2 separate regions of the Rattus norvegicus genome follow, and region 1 is linked to region 2. Evidence: chromatin contacts called from public Hi-C data. All regions are on one chromosome and are shown on one strand. Each heading gives the region's core, a stretch centred on a gene start, on an enhancer-like site or on the middle of the called end of the contact. The rest is flanking DNA. Distances are from core to core; before and after follow the strand shown.

Evidence for each region. Hi-C and Micro-C count contacts between places; a contact is called where the count stands out from the background.
Region 1: a Hi-C map of mammary epithelial cells shows a contact between it and region 2, with 1.7 times the contacts expected there. The contact joins two enhancer-like sites. A contact is called at or near these places in 6 of 12 Hi-C or Micro-C datasets (the A7r5 cell line, kidney, liver and 2 more).

What each region holds. Positions count from the first base shown.
Region 1 is chr7:45,281,999-45,285,161 of GRCr8, reverse strand. No RefSeq gene overlaps it. Among named protein-coding and RNA genes, the nearest start is that of Ppp1r12a, 86 kb to the left of the region's middle. Within about 2 kb of position 1,826, at least 6 of the 93 cell types and tissues checked have an H3K27ac peak or open chromatin away from gene starts, as enhancers often do.
Region 2 is chr7:45,128,672-45,132,074 of GRCr8, reverse strand. No RefSeq gene overlaps it. Among named protein-coding and RNA genes, the nearest start is that of Otogl, 33 kb to the right of the region's middle. Within about 2 kb of position 2,059, at least 17 of the 93 cell types and tissues checked have an H3K27ac peak or open chromatin away from gene starts, as enhancers often do.

The DNA of each region.
Region 1 (3,163 bases), core at 577-3,076, 150 kb before region 2:
GCCTGTTTCTATCTTGCTTGAATGTTTCTTATCTTTGCCTTCTTTTCCAAGTCTGGTTCTTTGATATTTCTCATCGGCTCAGATATGTCCAGAAGTCACCAGACACAGCCATATCTTTGGAAATCTTGGGGAATATTGGTGCCGTGACTATTCAAACTCTTCAGGGAGAATTTCAGATAGGACCAGCATGAGAGTCAGATGTCTACCTCTGAGCCAATTAGCTTTCTGCCAAGGAGGAATGACTTGTCTCATAAAAAGCTAAGGTTTGGAAGAAGCATCTCTCAGAGAAGAGGGGATTGGCAGAGCACCCGAAAATGAGCTGGTGACAAGCACCATGACAAATTGCCCAGGAGAGTTCGAATTCAGAATGTGGTTGCTGAGGATAGATTTAGAAAAACACTTTACAGAGAAGGCCTCTCTCTCTTGCTCTCTCTCTGTCTCTCTGTCTCTGTCTCCCCCTCTGTCTCTCTGTCTCTCTGTCTCTGTCTCTCTCTCCCCCTCTCTCTCTCTCTCTCTCTCACCCTCTCTCTCCCCCTCATGTGAATGTCTGTCTGTCTGTCCATCTGTCTTTACCAATGTTGTCTTTTGTGGTTACCTTTTGCTTTCCCTTGCACTGACATAAAAGGTTGAAGAGTTGCAAATCTCTTCAAGAAGCCTATTCACATGCAGCTAAGGCTCTACCAAGAAAAATTTTAAGAATCCCTGTTGTACATACCCTTCTCAAACCAGAGACTTTTCTTTTAAAGTCTATATTCTTTCAGGGCCCAGTTTTCTTAGTCAGAATATTTTCTAGCCCCCAGTCTTAGGACACTCCTCTTCTTAAAGCCATGTTTGGTGTCTAGATTAGTTTTGTTAAAACTGCTTTCTGTAATGTAGATTCTTTCCTCTTCTCCTCTCTCTCTCTCTCTCTCTCTCTCTCTCTCTCTCTCTCTCACACACACACACACACAGAGAGAGAGAGAGAGAGAGAGAGAGAGAGAGAGGTTTCAATGGAATACATTTTAACTGTGTAAAGTCTCTTGCTTCTCAGGACTTTCTTAGAAAACTCATTACTGTGTCACTGGTTCCTGAACACAAAGATCATGGCGTAGAGAAGCTCTAAGGAAAGACTGCAAAGTAAAGTACTTGAATTTGTGTGGTCATGTACCCTAAAATAGACATCGAGCCTAATGCACCATTAAGTGTAAGTTATTGTTTTGAGACTACATTACGTCAGTCCAGGATTCTGAAATAAGAAGGCAGAAAACAATGGAAAGAAAAACCTGTTAAGTAACAGTGACTATCATCAAAGCCAACCATTCTTAAATGTTCTTATGTCGAGTTGAGAAAAGGATGGTACTGTTTTATTGTTATAATCACAGCACTGTTTTAAAAAAAATGTCCGGAAACCGAATCAGATCCAACATGTTGCCTAGCAACGGAGAGAAACAAATAACTTTGTTTCTTAAGCTGACATTAAAATACTACCCAAGATTCCTAAAAATACCTGCGTTGGAGTTCAGTTCTCAGCTAATCTTCTTATTCTCAAACATGCTTTCCCCACTTAGAACACGTGACATTAAAAGCCCAGAGAGTCACTTTAGTAAGGATATTAAATGCTTACCAACTTCATTTCGTTTTTAATCTTGTAAAGGCCCCTCTCCCCCATCCCTTATTTGAAGTGTCGGCTATTCTACAGTCACAAATCAAGTGCCCATAAACAGAGATAGCTCCATGGATCTTGGGATCTGGAATGTAACCGTAGAGGAGGTACACAGCCCAAGAGCTGCTGGGGCCACAAGGAGGGTGAAGTTCCACGGCTTTTTTACAAGTGAGTTCCCGCTGACTGGGCTCTCGTCCTGAGAAACGAGTTTCTGTGGCAAGGAATGGAGTCTGTTTATAGCTCCATCACCCCAGCTGTGTCCTCAGAGAAGGATTATAAAAAGTTATGTCTTCGACATCGGGGCCTTGCCTAAATAGGAAGTCTGGAAATCACCTGAGCAAAGACTTGGCTCTGTGGCTGCCAAGGGCAGTTAGTTTATATTCTGGCTAGCAACACGACCCTAAGTCATTATTTTATTTATTTATTTATTTATATTTCTTTATTTAAATGTGAGCATACATTTTAGACAATACTTACTATTCCATCAAATACACATTATAGAATGTTGATATAACAGGTGAAGAAGCTGTACCAAGGCTAGAAACAATAGGTAGCCTTTATTTAAATCTAGACAAATAGTAAGGATGCCCTGAAGAGTACCTGACCTTTTATTAGTTCTAAGTGGCTGCAGCTGCCTTTGAGTCAGCCTCTACTTGAAGCAGATGGCCATTGCCATCTTTCTAAATCAGAAGAGCTCATGGACAGAAAGTTTAGGGATCCTGCTCCAGGTTGCAGATAGAAGGTAGCGGAACCGGCTTTAAGCCTGGTGTGCTCCAATGCCAAAGGTCTTGTTCTTGGCCACGTGAGGTCATCCTGTTCTTCCTTCTGGTTCATTATTAGTGACTGACCTGGAATGATAGTTTTTGTCCTGTTAGGTTGTGAAATACCCAAGAGACTAGCAGATTTATTGGAAACCAAGCTTCTAATAAATCCCCTGGAATTTAATCAATGCTTTTATGCCCTGAGGTGAGCTAAGGCAGTTCAGTGGTTGAGTCCTCACCCAGCATGAGTGTGGTGAAGCAACAGATCAGTAACTAACACACTCAGCTGGGGATGTAGCTCAGTTGGCAGAGTGCTTGCCCAGTGTACTGGCTGGTTCTGTGTGTCAACTTGACACGAGCTGGAGTTAACACAGAGAAAGGAGCCTCCCTTGAGGAAATGCCTCCATGAGATCCAGTTGTAAGGTTTTTCTCAATTAGTGATCAACGGGAAAGGACCCAGGACGACCATTGTGGCTAGTGCCATCCCCGGGCTCCTAGTCTTGGGTTCTATAAGAAAGCAATCTGAGCAAGCCAGAGGAAGCAAGCCAGGAAGTAACATCCCTCCATGGCCTCTGCATCAGCTCCTGCTTCCTGACCTGCTTGAGTTCCTGTCCTGACTTCCTTTGGTGATGAACAGCAATGTGGAAGTGTAAGCTGAATAAACCCTTTCCTCCCCAGCTTGCTTCCTGGTCATGATGTTTGTGCAGGGATAGGAACCCTGATTAAGACACCCAGCATGCTGGAAGCTCTGAGTTGATCC
Region 2 (3,403 bases), core at 810-3,309:
TCACATCCAGGCCAGGGCATATGCCTACACATACACATGCACACACATACATAGTGCGCTCAATATTAAAAAAAATATTATAAAGTTTTGAGTGCTTTTTCACGATGTTTCAAGTCAAGAAAAATCACCTGATAATCATTCTCATTGCACTGAAACTTCTTCAGCGCTCACAAATGCACAGAGCTATCCTAACTGCTGCTCCAAGAGAGCTATTTCTCCTTCATTTTTGTGTATCTGGATCTGTGTTCTCTTCTCATGACACAGAGTACATTTGCCTTGCTATGGTAGAATTCAGTGTGAAACAAGACTTGGCTTCCTGAGAATTCAAACCCCATGGAGTGCTGCCCTCTTTTGGTTTTAACAGCCAAGAGTCCCAACCACCAAATACGGAATAGTGCTGGGTGACTCATCTTTTCCTTTCAGTCAGAGCCCTCATGGAAACAAACAAGGCAGGGTGAAATAATTCCTCTCTCTCTCTCTCTCTCTCTCTCTCTCTCTCTCTCCCCCCCATCTTAACTGACTTCAAAGATTATTTGTTTGGGGAGATAGAAAAAAGATAAAAATCTGTATCGGAAACAGAGCTTTCATATAGTAAGCATAAACTCCAGGAAAGCCAATGATTATTTTGACCATATCCAGTGTGCCAGGGATCTTCAGATTAACAGAGACTTTTATGTATAAGGTAGGAGCTGCTCAGAGCAAACGTCCTAAAGGCCCTTTTAGCTAAAGGCCCTTTAAGATTAAGAACAACTTCCTGATTTAGAGACTGCATAGGCAAGTGAAAAGGTAAAAGTTGCCTTCTTTAGACCTCGTGGGTGTCAGCCATTCTGTTCTTGAATATTTAGTAGGAGCAAAGCAGAGGATAATTTGAGCCCAGTGAAAACTTAAATCACAATTTTAACAAAGGGTGATTGATGAGAGACTGACAGGAAAGAGTGGCCCCGTGACTGAGGGAATCTCATAGGATAGAATTGTTTTAGAAGAGTATCATTAGGAGTCATTTCATTTCCCTCCCTCCCTCCAGCTCTCCTTCCATATGCCTCCCTATGCCTTCTGCTGCCTCCCTCTGCCTCTGTCTGTCTGTCTGTCTGTCTGTCTGTCTGTCTGTCTGTGTCTCTGTCTCTGTCTCTGTCTGTCTCTGTCTCTGTCTCTCTCTGTCTCTCTGTCTCTCTGTCTCTCTGTCTCTGTGTCTGTCTGTCTGTCTGTCTGTCTGTCTGTCTGTCTCTTTCTCTCTCTCAACACAGATTGGTGTTTAGCCTAACTGTTATCAGACTGCCCTCACCCAGCAACGGAAGGAAACAGATGGCAGAGAGCAACAACCACACATTAGGTAGAGCTTGGGGAATCCTGAGGAAGATGGGGAGGAAGGATTGTAGGAGCCAGAGGGGACAGGGACACTGCAAGAAAACTCGCAGAATCAACTAATCTGGGCCCATAGGGACTCACAGAGACTGAACCGACAATTGGGGAGCCTGCATGGGACTGACCTATACCCTCAGATCATATGTTACAGTTGTGTAGCTTGGTCTTGTGGGACTCCTAACAGTGGGAGCAAGGGCTATCTTGACTATTTTCTGCCTATGGGACCCTTTCTGCTCCTGGGTTGTCTCTTCTAGCCTTAATAGGAGAGGAGGTACCTAGTCTTACTGCAACTTGATATACCATGGCTGGTTGCTGTCTATAGGAGGCCTGTCCTTTTCTGAAGACAAATGGAGGAGGAGTGGGAGGAGGAAAGGAAGGGGAAATTGAGGTCAGGATGTAAAAAAAAAGTGTTCTAGGATTGTTGATTTTAGAATGCTCTATGTCTTTGCTATGGATCTCACTGAACATCAGTGGATATGAGGGCAATGACAGTAGGCAGGCATGCACTATTAATAACGGGAAAACTCAACCGAGAATGGCCTTGAGCTTTATCTTCTGTTTCAGATCCAGCTTCCTTGGATCTGAAAGGGAAAGGCATTCCAACACTGAAACTCAGCGGGTGACAGGAAGCCCCACACCTCTTGGAGGAGGATAGGTTTGTGGGCTGGCACTTGATGCGATCTTGGCACCATCTTTGATTAGAGCTAATGTTAGTAGAAGGATCGGGTGTCAGGCATGAGAAGAGCTGTCTGTCGGCCACTGTCCTGAGAAGGTCAGCAGATCACCACCCTTTCTTTCTGAAATGTGATCTGGGGTCCACAAACAGCCACAATGAATTGGATCACTGCCATGTGCTCTAAATCGGGCTAAAGAGGTTGACTTCATGCCAAGACTTGATACAGGATGCAGCTTGAAATATTCAACTGGGGAGGGGGTTGGGGCTTCTTTTTCATTTTCAATAATGTTATTTGAGGAGATAGGATTGTACAGGGACATTAAAGAGCAAATAAAGCATGATTTGTCATGCACTAAGTAGAGGGGATGCAGAAATGCCTGAAACTTTCTTGGGTTCAATTTTAGTTCCCGTAGATTACTTAGCAGCATTAAGAAGATGATGTTCCTTTTAAAAGAGGCTGGCCTCCTAAAATATTACACATGCAAACTTTGTAGAAAGGTCCCTCAGAAACAAAGGAAATCAGTCTTCCAGGCAAGGATATGAATTCGTGTATAAATACATTTTCCTTTATTTGCGTGTGAATTTGCAAGCAGCACCTCACTAGAGCTGAACTTTTGCTGTATAAATAAGACCATCTGGTGTATCCAAGAATTTCAGTCTCTAGAGAACAGGATCATAAACAATCGATCCTCCACAGGCTGGTCAGTGTTTTATTTTGAGTGAAGCTTTCCCACAGCATTGCTCTAATTGTTCTGGTCTTTTTAATCTTCAAAAGATTTTTATAAGTTGGCTTTTCCAGTCTGGTGTTTTTGTATTTCAGGGGAAAAGTCTACCCCATTATTTTGGCAATGTGACAGAAGAACAATGCATCCTTTCAGGTGTGTTGATTAATGAGCTTTCATTTAATATACACACAGTCAGATTAATAGAACATTTCAAAGAGGAAGAGTTTCATTCCAGTTTTCTGATGGGAAAAATAGACATGGAGTGACAAGTTCAAGGTCCCATGTCCCATAACTATTAGCTTCTAAACATGATCCAGATTTTGTGAATCCCAGTTGAATAATCTTTTTTTTCTCACAGTGACTTTAATTTCATGTTTATTTTCATGGTTAGCAAGCATGTCTCTGAATTAAATGTAGAGAATCCAGTCTCTGAATGGATTGACCAAGTAAGGTCTAACACCTAGGACATTGGTTAAGTTTCATGAGGTTAGATTTCTTTTCTTTTTCTTTAATCTCTCCAGCCTTTCCTTAGGGAAACATTCAGCATCAATCTACTTTTTAGGAAATTAATTTTGAAACTAGAATATATTTATTTGGAAGACCAAAATAGATTGCAAAAGTCACATCATTGAAGGCTGAT